2 separate regions of the Mus musculus genome follow, and region 1 is linked to region 2. Evidence: chromatin contacts called from public Hi-C data. All regions are on one chromosome and are shown on one strand. The core of a region is the stretch at or near the end of the contact, and the rest is flanking DNA. Distances in the headings are between cores, read along the strand shown. Region 1 overlaps Zfpm1 (zinc finger protein, multitype 1). Region 2 has its middle 9.0 kb from the start of Gm34413.

Region 1 (5,405 bases), core at 292-2,791, 250 kb after region 2:
CGGCCTTCACCACCAAGGCCAACTGTGAACGCCATCTCAAGGTGCACACAGACACGCTCAGCGGTAGGTGTGCTGGAGGGGGCCGGGATGGGGTCTCTGGGGCTAAACCTGAGCCCCAGGAACCTGACCACAACAGTGTGGCCTACAGGTGTCTGTCACAACTGTGGCTTCATATCCACCACAAGGGACATCCTCTACAGTCACCTGGTGACAAACCACATGGTGTGCCAGCCAGGCTCCAAGGGTGAGATCTACTCACCAGGGGCTGGACACCCAGCAGCCAAACTTCCTCCAGGTAAGCAGCCATACTGGAGCCTCACTGGCCCTTGGATAAGTGAAGGGGGGAGGGGCCTGTCCATAGGCATCACATGGTGTCCTTGTCAACCCTAGAACCCCAATCCCTTCTGCCTACCACATCCTACCTAGGGCCTGCCCTGGGCCTGACATGCAGCCCTGTGTTCTTGTAGACAGCCTGGCAGGCTTTCAACAGCACTCGCTGATGCACAGCCCCCTGGTTCCCGCTGACAAGGCACCCACCCCATCCTCAGGACTGGACAGTAAGGCCGAAGTCACCAACGGAGAGACCAGAGTGCCCCCCCAAAATGGGGGCAGCAGTGAGTCCCCTGCAGCCCCCAGGACCATCAAGGTGGAGGCTGCAGAGGAGCCTGAAGCCACCCGTGCCTCCGGTCCGGGAGAGCCAGGTCCCCAGGCTCCGTCTCGGACACCTTCACCACACAGCCCCAATCCAGTCAGGGTGAAGACAGAACTGTCCAGCCCCACGCCTGGCTCTAGCCCAGGGCCGGGAGAGCTAACAATGGCCGGGACACTCTTTCTGCCACAATATGTGTTCAGTCCGGACGCGGGCACAACCACCGTCCCTACGGCGCCACAGGCCTCGGAGATCCTGGCCAAGATGTCCGAGTTGGTGCACAACCGGCTACAGCAGGGTGCAGGGAGCTCCGGCGCAGCGGGAACACCCACTGGCCTCTTCTCGGGGACTAAGGGTGCCACGTGCTTTGAGTGCGAGATCACCTTTAACAATATCAACAACTTCTATGTGCACAAGCGCCTCTACTGCTCGGGCCGCCGCGCGCCCGAGGACCCGCCCACTGTGCGCAGACCCAAAGCGGCCACCGGCCCGGCCCGCGCGCCCGCAGGTGCCGCCGCAGAGCCAGACCCGTCACGCTCGTCGCCGGGGCCCGGGCCACGAGAGGAAGAGGCGAGTGGCACGACTACTCCGGAGGCCGAGGCCGCGGGCCGGGGCAGCGAGGGCAGCCAGAGCCCGGGCAGCTCCGTAGACGACGCAGAGGACGATCCGAGCCGCACGCTGTGCGAGGCCTGCAACATCCGGTTTAGCCGCCACGAAACCTACACTGTGCACAAGCGCTACTACTGCGCCTCGCGCCACGACCCGCCGCCGCGCCGGCCACCCGCACCCACGACCGCACCGGGACCCGCGGCTCCTGCGCTGACAGCGCCACCCGTGCGCACGCGCCGGCGTCGCAAGCTGTACGAGCTGCCCGCAGCTGGCGCCCCGCCCCCAGCCGCAGGCCCCGCCCCTGTGCCAGTTGTACCCTCCCCCACTGCGGAGCTGCCCTCTTCTCCGAGACCTGGGAGCGCCAGCGCCGGCCCTGCCCCCGCGCTCTCTCCGAGCCCGGTCCCCGACGGCCCCATAGACCTGAGCAAGCGGCCGCGTCGCCAGAGCCCGGATGCACCAACAGCTCTGCCCGCGCTGGCCGACTACCACGAGTGTACCGCATGTCGCGTAAGCTTCCACAGCCTCGAAGCTTACCTGGCTCACAAGAAGTACTCATGCCCCGCCGCGCCTTTGCGCACCACTGCCCTCTGCCCCTACTGCCCGCCCAACGGGCGCGTTCGCGGCGACCTGGTTGAGCATTTGCGCCAGGCACACGGCCTGCAGGTGGCCAAGCCAGCGGCCAGCCCGGGCGCTGAGCCCCGCACACCTGCCGAGCGTGCTCCGCGCGACAGCCCCGACGGCCGCGCACCACGCTCTCCTTCCCCTGCTCCCGAGAATACGCCTTCTGACCCAGCAGATCAAGGCGCTCGGACACCCAGCAAGGGCCCGCCAGCTCCTGCTCCTGCGCCGGGTGGTGGTGGCGGCCACCGCTACTGCCGCCTGTGCAACATCAGGTTCAGCAGCCTGTCCACTTTCATCGCGCACAAGAAGTATTACTGCTCTTCTCACGCCGCCGAGCACGTAAAGTGAGCCTGTGGGGCCGCACCACCAGGACCCTTGACACTTAATAAAGACATTCGGTGTGATAAATTCGCTGGAGGCCCAGCCTGTTGTCTTAGATCTAGTGGGCCTCATTCCATACCCCAGCTTGTGCGGCCCTGCAAAGGGCACCCCACCGTTTCCTCCAGGACTTAGCCCGCTCCAGGGATTCAACCGCCCCTGCAGAGTTCTTTTCCTCTGCCTCTAGCTCACCCGCTGCCCTGCCAGAAAGTGCATCCAATTGCAGACTACTAGAGAGAGTGAAACCTTGTTCTTGCTGAGTCTTCGAGAAAGAGGACCAAGTCCCAAAGTGCCCCTCCCGTCACAACAGGGGTGGGTACTTATGACTACAGAGTTGGGCCTGGGTATACCCCCTGTAGTCCGTGGCTGGCCGGCTGTAGGCCACGTCTGGCAGAACCAAAGCAATGGCAGTCTAGCCATTGCTTTGGCCTCTCTGCTTGGTCCCCTGAGAAGGTGTGAACATGGCTGTTCTCCAACTCTGTAAGTCTTAACCGGCAGCTGTAGAAGCTGACAGAGAGCCCTGAAAATACCATACCCCAAGGACCCGGGCCCTGTCGGCCAGTCCACCTCTCCTGCAGCCTTCTGAGGCGGCCTGCTGATGGACCTGGGTTTACACAAGAATAAATGTTCCTGAGAGTCCATTCACAGGCCTGCCCAGTCTGGAGCATCCCTCCTGGTCTCCTCTTAAGGGCCCTTCCCAGAATGCCATGCATCCTTCCACCTTCCTGATGCTCATGCCCAAGGCCTGGCCTCTGGCCTCAGTCACTCCATAAACTCCTTTCTCCACCTTGGCAGAGCAGTCTGCCCTCCCTTGCCTTTACCATGCAGGAGGGACAGGGTCTTTCCCTGGTCCCACTGTCGGAAGCCCAACCCTGCTCAGTCTACCCTGTTCCTTAGCTATAGGGCTCTACAGATCACCAGCTCTTGCCTAACCCTCCTGCCCCTCACTCTATGGCCTGCAGTTGGTCCCTAGTCACAGACCCCAAGGTCAGTCACTATGAGCCTCTGCCTGTGTCTCCAAAGTAAACCACCCATGTCAGCTCCTCGTGTGCAGCCGACACCATAGCACTGCTTCAGTCACCATCACGTGCCCAGGAGCCTGCTTGCTAAGCCACTCCGGCTCCATTCAACCCTGCCTGGCACATTCCTCCCTTCAAGATAGCCTCAGGTCACCATGGTCTGCCTCCTCACCCCGGTGCCCTGCAGGCAGGACACCCTTCATCTCTCCCTCTGGTCCCTCTTCCAACTCTCCACTCCGTTGTATACTTCTGCTTGCCAAGCTGCTGCCGCTGCGGCTTGATGGAACCCATCTGCCCTTGTACCACCTCACGATGCTTGGCCCATGAGCATCCATGAGAACAGGGAATAACACTGCCCCCAGCCACTCACCTCTGCCAGGTGTACATCTTCCCCACGCACTGGGATTGGTCCATGGGTAGGAACATCAAGGCTCAGTGGTACCGAGCCCCTGCCAGAGCACCTTGGATAGAGTTGGGCTTTAGCGGAGTTGGCTGGGCTGCCCCCTGCCCTGGAGATCTTAAGCATGACCTCCCCAGGCCCTGCATAGGGCTCAGCTCTGTCCAAATCCACCCAAACTGACCAGGGAACGGTTGGAATGGGGGTCCCATGCTTCAGGCAATGGTTCCCCTCTGAAGACTTCATATACATGTCTTATTGGGGCAATATATACCATCCATTGGGCCTTTTGGGGACCCCCATTTAGACCTTTCTCCCTTCCCCAGCAGACTGTGACCCCACCCACCCCACCCATCAAATCCTGCTCTTGATTTCAACACTAGTGGAGACTCGGGACAGTAGAGGGCAGTATGGCTCACAGAAGCACCTGGTGGGCCTGCCACCGTGCTTAGCTAGGGTGGCCTGCCCACCACCAAGGGTATGCTACAATCCCTGAGGAAGAGAAAGGAGTCATGAGAACCCCAAGTGCACCGATGCCTCCCGGACTTCTGGAGAAGCCCTGCAGGCCTGAGAAGAAAGCTGGAAGCCGGAAGCCGAGCATTTGGGCTGGAGGCAGAGGTGGGCAGGTCCTCAGAGCATGCTTCTGTATCACCTGCCTCAGCATCACCTGCAGAGCACACTTTCTAGGCACTGGGATTTAACACTCTTTCCTAAAGCTTTAATGTCTGCACCCCTCCATGACAGGAACCTCAACATCACCAGAGTGAGCCACACTGTCAAGTTCCTGTTCTCGGTCTGACGGCTTTGACCGTAAGCTGCATGCTTTTGTTAATGCTGCTGCTGCTGCTGCTGCTGCTGCTGCTGCTGCTGCTGCTGTTTTGAGAGGAGGCAGAGTTTTGTTCTGTAGCTCAGGCTGACCTAGAACTCACGACCCCCACACCTCAGCCTCCTGAGAACTGGCATTGCTCCTTGATGCTTTATTGCTGTTTTAGCATCTAGGTTTCCATGGCAGCATCTAGCTGCCTTCCCTGAGAGCCCAGCCTTGTCTCTGCCTGGGCTCCAGTGGTCCTTCTACAGTGTGGCTCCCACTCCGGAGACACTCTTCTATTCTTGGGACTATGAGGACACACAGGTCCTTTGACCTCTTGCTCCCATAGGAAAGATGTCCCCACTCTGCCTCCCACAGGCAGATCGTCTGAATGTCACTCCAACTCTGCCACGTTTTAATGTCATGCAGAGTTTTGCAGGGATGAACTTGTATCATGTCTGTTCTCTCTCTCTGCCATTTGTCTTGCTTCCCTGGTCTCCCACGTCTCCTCTTCCACACCTATCACATTCTCTGGGTGGCTCAGGAGCAAAGCACCCACAGTGAGTTTTCTTCTCTGCCTGTTCTGAGTATTTAATTTTACTACACTCCTGCAGCCCCTGCAGACTTTTGTACCTGCACTCTGGATGCCAGAGGCCCTCTGTCGCTGCTGTAGTATGGGCTCCTGTGGAAGGCTCCTGTGGCTATTTAAACAGAGGCCTCAGGCTAGTGGCTTAAACGGTCCATGTGGATTCTATCATAGTCATGATGTACAGGAGCCCTGGGCTGTCACAGGGAGCTGAAGGACAAGGGTCGGTGGAGCGGTTCCTGCCAAAGACTCCAAGGAGAAACCTGACCTTGATTTCTGTAGCCTCTAGAATAGCAGTTCTCAACCTGTGGTTTGACCCTTAAGGGGTCAAACGACCC
Region 2 (5,109 bases), core at 694-3,193:
AGTCCTGAGGTTATAGACACATTGCTGTACCCAGAACAGGGTGAAGGAGCTGGGCAGGAGCGCTGAAGAGCAGGTTCCCCATCAGCTGCTTCAGCGTCTCTCACTCATGGTCATGGGGCCTGTGTCCGTGCCAGAGCTTCATGCTGTGCCCTGTCCCCACTGTCTCCTCAAGCCCTGGACCCGCAAAGCAGGAGGTCCATCTGGTTGTATTCTTCTATTCTGGTAACGTCATAGGGTGGTGAAGTCACTTGATGTCCTGGCAGAGAGCAGTGAATGGAGATAAGACAGAGAAGCCGGTTCCTGGAAGGACTTTTTGCAACTGGGAGAAAGATGTGTCAGCCAGTCACTGGTGAGGCTTAGCACATAGCCATTGTTAGCAAGGTCAGGACCCAGTACAGTCAGATGCCTCTGACAAGATGCTTGGGACTGGAAGACTGTGTCCAAGGAACCAGTCACATTGGCTTCTCTAGGAACCTCTTTTTAGAGCTTTCAGGAGGCCAGTGGCTGGTGGTGCTGCTCAGAGTGTAGAGTGCGTGGCTTGGATGCATGAAGCCCTGGGCCTGTTGGTCTACACCTGTGATCCCAGAACTTAGGAGGTGCAGGCAGGGGGATTAGCTACATAGCAGGTTCAGGATCAGCCTAGGTTATGTTAGAGCCTGCCTCAAAAAAAAAATGAAAAAGAAGAGGGCTTTCTCTCTGTGTCATCATCCTCAGGTGGCCTCCCTTCTGCACCAGAGGACCAGCCAGCCAGGCAGCCAGAGGCCCTAGTGTCTTTTCCTCTTCTAAGGAGGTCATCAGACTCACTGCAGCTGGGCCTCATCCCTGCAACATCATCTTACTTCAGTTATCCAGAAGCCTCTGCGTCCAGACACAGTCACACTGGGGTCACCAAGGCACAGCCCAGCCAGTGGCAGGGGTCACCAAGGCACAGCCCAGCCAGTGGCAGGGGTCACCAAGGCACAGCCCAGACAATGGCAGGGGTCACTAAGGCACAGCCCAGACAATGGCAGGGGTCAGCAAGACACAGCCCAGCCAATGACAGGGGTCACCAAATCACAGCCCAGCCAATGGCAGAGGTCAGCAAGACACAGCCCAGCCAATGGCAGGTGTGAGTTACATTCTTTTCTGCTCATCATCGTAATTCCAACCTCTTCTTGGGGCTTCTTTCTTCTGTGTCTTTAAAAGACTCACGGCTCTTACCTCCCACCCCCCACCCCATTCCCAGTCGGAAAGCTCAGGTGAACTGGGAACCCAGTTGCTGTTCCTATTGGTTGAAGGAGAAACAAAGTCTGGGAAGAATTTTTTTTTTTTAAGTCTACAATTTTCCTAGCTCAAGGGCATTTGTGAGATGTTTAAGATGTTGTCAATATTTATTATTTTGAGCATGGTACATAAGCACAGGCTAAAAATCCCGGAAACACTCTTCAGGAAGGGAGTCAGGAGGAGGAGGTGTGAACACTGTGGGCGACCTCCCAGCTGCCTGCCCTCCTTCTTCTCCATTCCTTAGCAGCATAGATGATGATGTAGGCTGGGCATCCAGTGGGAGGAAAGGGGACCTTCTTTAGTGTGTCTGTCTGAGGCTGCTGCCTTCCTTGCTTTTCCCGAGGATCAGAGAGCCTACCTCACACATGGCCGTCCGTCCGTGAATGTCTAGCATCCAACACACAGTGGGGCTGTGGGACCCTTATTGGGGTCATGGAGGCACCCTGCACGTCTGCCAACATCCCACCTAGTGCCCGCTCCACATCAATTGTGGCTCCAGCCATCCTGCCCAGACCACCAGCACCAGGTCTGCCTCCGTGTGGTGGGCACGCAGGATAGACACTGCAGAACAGTGCCCTGCAGCCAGGAGGATCCTGTGACAATTGTTCCTGTGGGCTGGTCCTCTCCAGAAGCAGCGAGCTCTGCATGCAGGGGTGGGGTGTGGTTGCTATGATCTAGGGTTTTGTTGACTCATCGGCTCAGATTTTCAGCCCCTGAGCTGCTGTCGCCAGACCCGGCATAAGCCTCTTGTGAAGGGAGGCCCTGCCAATCATGGCCCCGTGACCCTGGCCCTGTATTCTGTGGCCTTGCTAACTGTGTTCACATTTTCTGTCTATATGTTCATATGTGTGGGGGGACATTGGGCATGCTCAGCCTTCCTCTCTTGATACAGGCTGCCTCCTTGACCTCAGGCTAGGCTCACAGTTAGCAAGTCCCAGCAGTCATCCTGTCTCTGCCCCCAGCATTGGGAGATACAGACTCCACATCCATGCTTGCTTAGCAAGTGTTCCTTCCTCTCGAGCGTCTCCTCACCCCCATCGCCCACATTTTAATCTGGGTTGCCCCTTAGTTCTGCCTCAAGGGACACCTTTACCTGTTCTAGAAGCATGTTCCTCGTCCGATGGTGGGCACAGTCTCCACCACGTGACCTTTTCTCCTCTTGCTTAGCACAGAACTTTTGGCTCTGGTGTGGCCACCCGTTTCCCTCATCTTGGTTTTGGTTTTGGTCTTATCTCAGTGGCCTGATCCGAGGTTATGAATGTGTTATGAATGCCTTTTCTTCTTCTGAGACTGCTAAAGCTTCAACTCTTACAGTCAGGTCCTCCACACATGCTGACCTCTGTGTGGTGCCAGGCAGAGTCCAACTTCCTTCTCTCCTATAGGGAGAACCGGTTGTCCTCCACCGTTTGTAGAAGCATGCCCTTTCTCTACCAGAGACCCGTTGACACGGGCGTTGAGAACCCACTGAGCACAAACTCGAAGGCTGACTGCCGGGGTTACACCTTTAAAGTTAGGGTGAGTCTGGAGAGCCTGCTGCAGAGAGGTTTCATGAAGGGTGGCTTAGGACATGGCTGGCCCCCAGGAAACACGCTGCAGGCGAGAAAGCAGCGGCAGGCCCTGTACGCATGCGCAGTGCAGAGCAGCCACTGGGGACACACTAGGGCACCCGGCCACGGTGCAGGCTCCCCTTCTCCAGCCTACCTCATCACCGTGCCAAACACAGCCTGGCCCGTGAGCACCAACCTGGCTAGCAGGGATGGAAATAATTAGTGTCTTTCTGCAGAGATGGACGGTGACCTCAGGTGAGGGGCAGGACTTGGAATAGGATGTCCTTGGTAACAAAGCCTCAGAGAAAACAGCCCCAAACAGAGGCTTCCCTCTATAGGAAATGTCCCATCTCTGTCTCCTCCAAGGCAGCACTTTCAGCTTCAGATAGCCCCATGGGGTCTGCTTGCGGGGGGGGGGGGGCTGGCTGTGTGCCCCACGGGCTGCTTGGGGGTGGCTGGCTGTGTGCAAAGCTTTATGGGATCTATGCTACACAAGATGATGTCAGGTCAGTACCCCAAGATCATGACTGTTGGTGTAACCTGTGAATTAAGGTGTCAGTGTCTCCACCAACAGAGGAAACAGGTCCTCCTAGCCACTGAAGTGAGAGCCAGGGCTCACTTGAGCCTTCTTACCCAGGTCACCTCTCTGTCACAGTTTTTCATGGTCCTGGAGTCTCATCCCTCAGGGCCTTCAGGATTCTTTGGTCCTGTGTCACACACTGGCCTGTGATGACACTAAGGTGAGCCTTCTCCAACTTCTGTTAGAATGATTGGGGAGGTGGCCCATCACAGAGCATTCAGTACCAGGGCATCCGGTACCAGACTCTGCAGCAGGAGGCCGAGCCACGCTCTGGCTCCTCTCTGAGCTACATCAAAACTTGGAGTTGGTGCCACTGCTGCCTGAGTGTGTGTGTGTGGGGGGGGGAGGGACAGTGCCTGGGTCCCCCACACCATTTATTAGCTGTATGCTGAAGTAGCTGTCAACGTGAAGGCCGGAATGGAAGGCTACATCTTCCAGAGGCCTTCCATGCTTTCTTCCCACTGAAGCCTTTGCCCTGAGCACTTAGCATGTCCCCGGCCCTGGCTTCCTCTGTGACGACGGGCAACTTCCCGGCTGTCCCCTTCCCTCCGCTCTGCTGAGCTGACTCTGTGAGTAGCCTTGCCACTGTTCCTTTCCTCCATAGCTCTGCACATGCTGCATCAGCTGCCCTTGCCACTGCCTGGGGGACTGCCCTCTCCAGCTCTGCTCTAGCTGCTGGAAACAGCTGGTCCATTCTCCCAAGACTGCCCTGGATGGATGGCCAGTCTAGAGCCAGGGCACTATAGGATGTGAGGCGACTAGCCCTCTCTGGTATGATGCCATACTGCAGGTGGACCTCCTCTGGTCCGTTTTCCTGCATGTGTAGACTTGAAGGCACATTGCAGAGGGTTGTGGATTAAGGATCTCTGTGTGCACTGGTGCAGTGTATGCCACAGAAGCTCTAGGCAGATTTGTCCTTGGTACGTAAGGTTCAGGCTGTCTGCCCTCTTCTTCATGGGGATCGTTATGTCAGGCTTTGGTTTCACTCACGCCTGCTGCTCTTCCCAGGACGCCATGAATACGGTGCTCGTGAGCTTCGGGGACAAGGTGGATGAATGAACGGGCACAGGGAGTGGGAGTGGGGAGAGCGTGAGCTGAGCATCAATGACTGCTCCCCGGGTTCTCTGCTCAGCTTAGCTCCTGGAGAAAAGGGATGGCTGGGCTCCTTCTGACTTTGGCTTTTCCTTCCGAGCAGACATCTCATCCAAACGTTAGCTCTCTCCCCCAGCCTACTTCCTGTGATTTAAGACCTTAGCTATGCACTAAGGGATGCTCCATGCTCCCTGTTATACAATAATGATTTTTAAAAAATCTTCACAGACAAATGAGCCAGCAGTATCTCTGTGTCCCTGGTGGAGGAAGGGCAGGGCTGTCTTTTTTTGTGTCAGAACGGGGGCACTGAGGCTTGGTGTGAGACTTGAAGGTGGCTCCTCCTCAGTCTTAGCTGACAGCCTGTTTGACGGCAGAGGATCCCCTGACACTTAGGGCTCTGCCTCCATGGTAGTACTGCCTCTGTGGTGTGGATGTGGGAGCAGCATGGGACCACTGCCTACCAGCCTTGGGTACCACCGTGGTACCATTATGGGACCTGGTTGGTACGGCTCATAGAGCCTCCAGCCTAGCAGTAGGCAGGGCCCCTGAGACACATGGGGACTATTGGAGGCTTTTGTTAATTCTGTCTAAAGTGTTCACATTTATGCTGGGGAAATGGCTCGTCCA

What was found. Hi-C and Micro-C count contacts between places; a contact is called where the count stands out from the background.
Region 1: a Hi-C map of cerebral cortex shows a contact between it and region 2, with 3 times the contacts expected there. The contact joins two enhancer-like sites. A contact is called at or near these places in 1 of 15 datasets of contacts at CTCF or cohesin (the NIH/3T3 cell line), 4 of 484 Hi-C or Micro-C datasets (the G1E-ER4 cell line, cerebral cortex, liver and 1 more), 2 of 115 datasets of contacts at active chromatin or transcription factors (both in embryonic stem cells) and 2 of 9 other capture datasets (embryonic stem cells and pancreatic islet).

Annotation. Positions count from the first base shown.
Region 1 is chr8:122,334,965-122,340,369 of GRCm38.p6, forward strand. Zfpm1 (zinc finger protein, multitype 1) reads left to right here. Exons shown (of 10, transcript NM_009569.4): 8 at 1-63; 9 at 149-295; 10 at 468-2,898. The coding sequence ends at 2,227. Among named protein-coding and RNA genes, the nearest start is that of Gm46056, 6.9 kb to the right of the region's middle. Within about 2 kb of position 1,542, at least 44 of the 459 cell types and tissues checked have an H3K27ac peak or open chromatin away from gene starts, as enhancers often do. A contact at or near this core is called in cerebral cortex, where this site is marked.
Region 2 is chr8:122,083,343-122,088,451 of GRCm38.p6, forward strand. It overlaps a transcript of Zfp469 not described here. Among named protein-coding and RNA genes, the nearest start is that of Gm34413, 9.0 kb to the right of the region's middle. Within about 2 kb of position 1,944, at least 39 of the 459 cell types and tissues checked have an H3K27ac peak or open chromatin away from gene starts, as enhancers often do. A contact at or near this core is called in cerebral cortex, where this site is marked.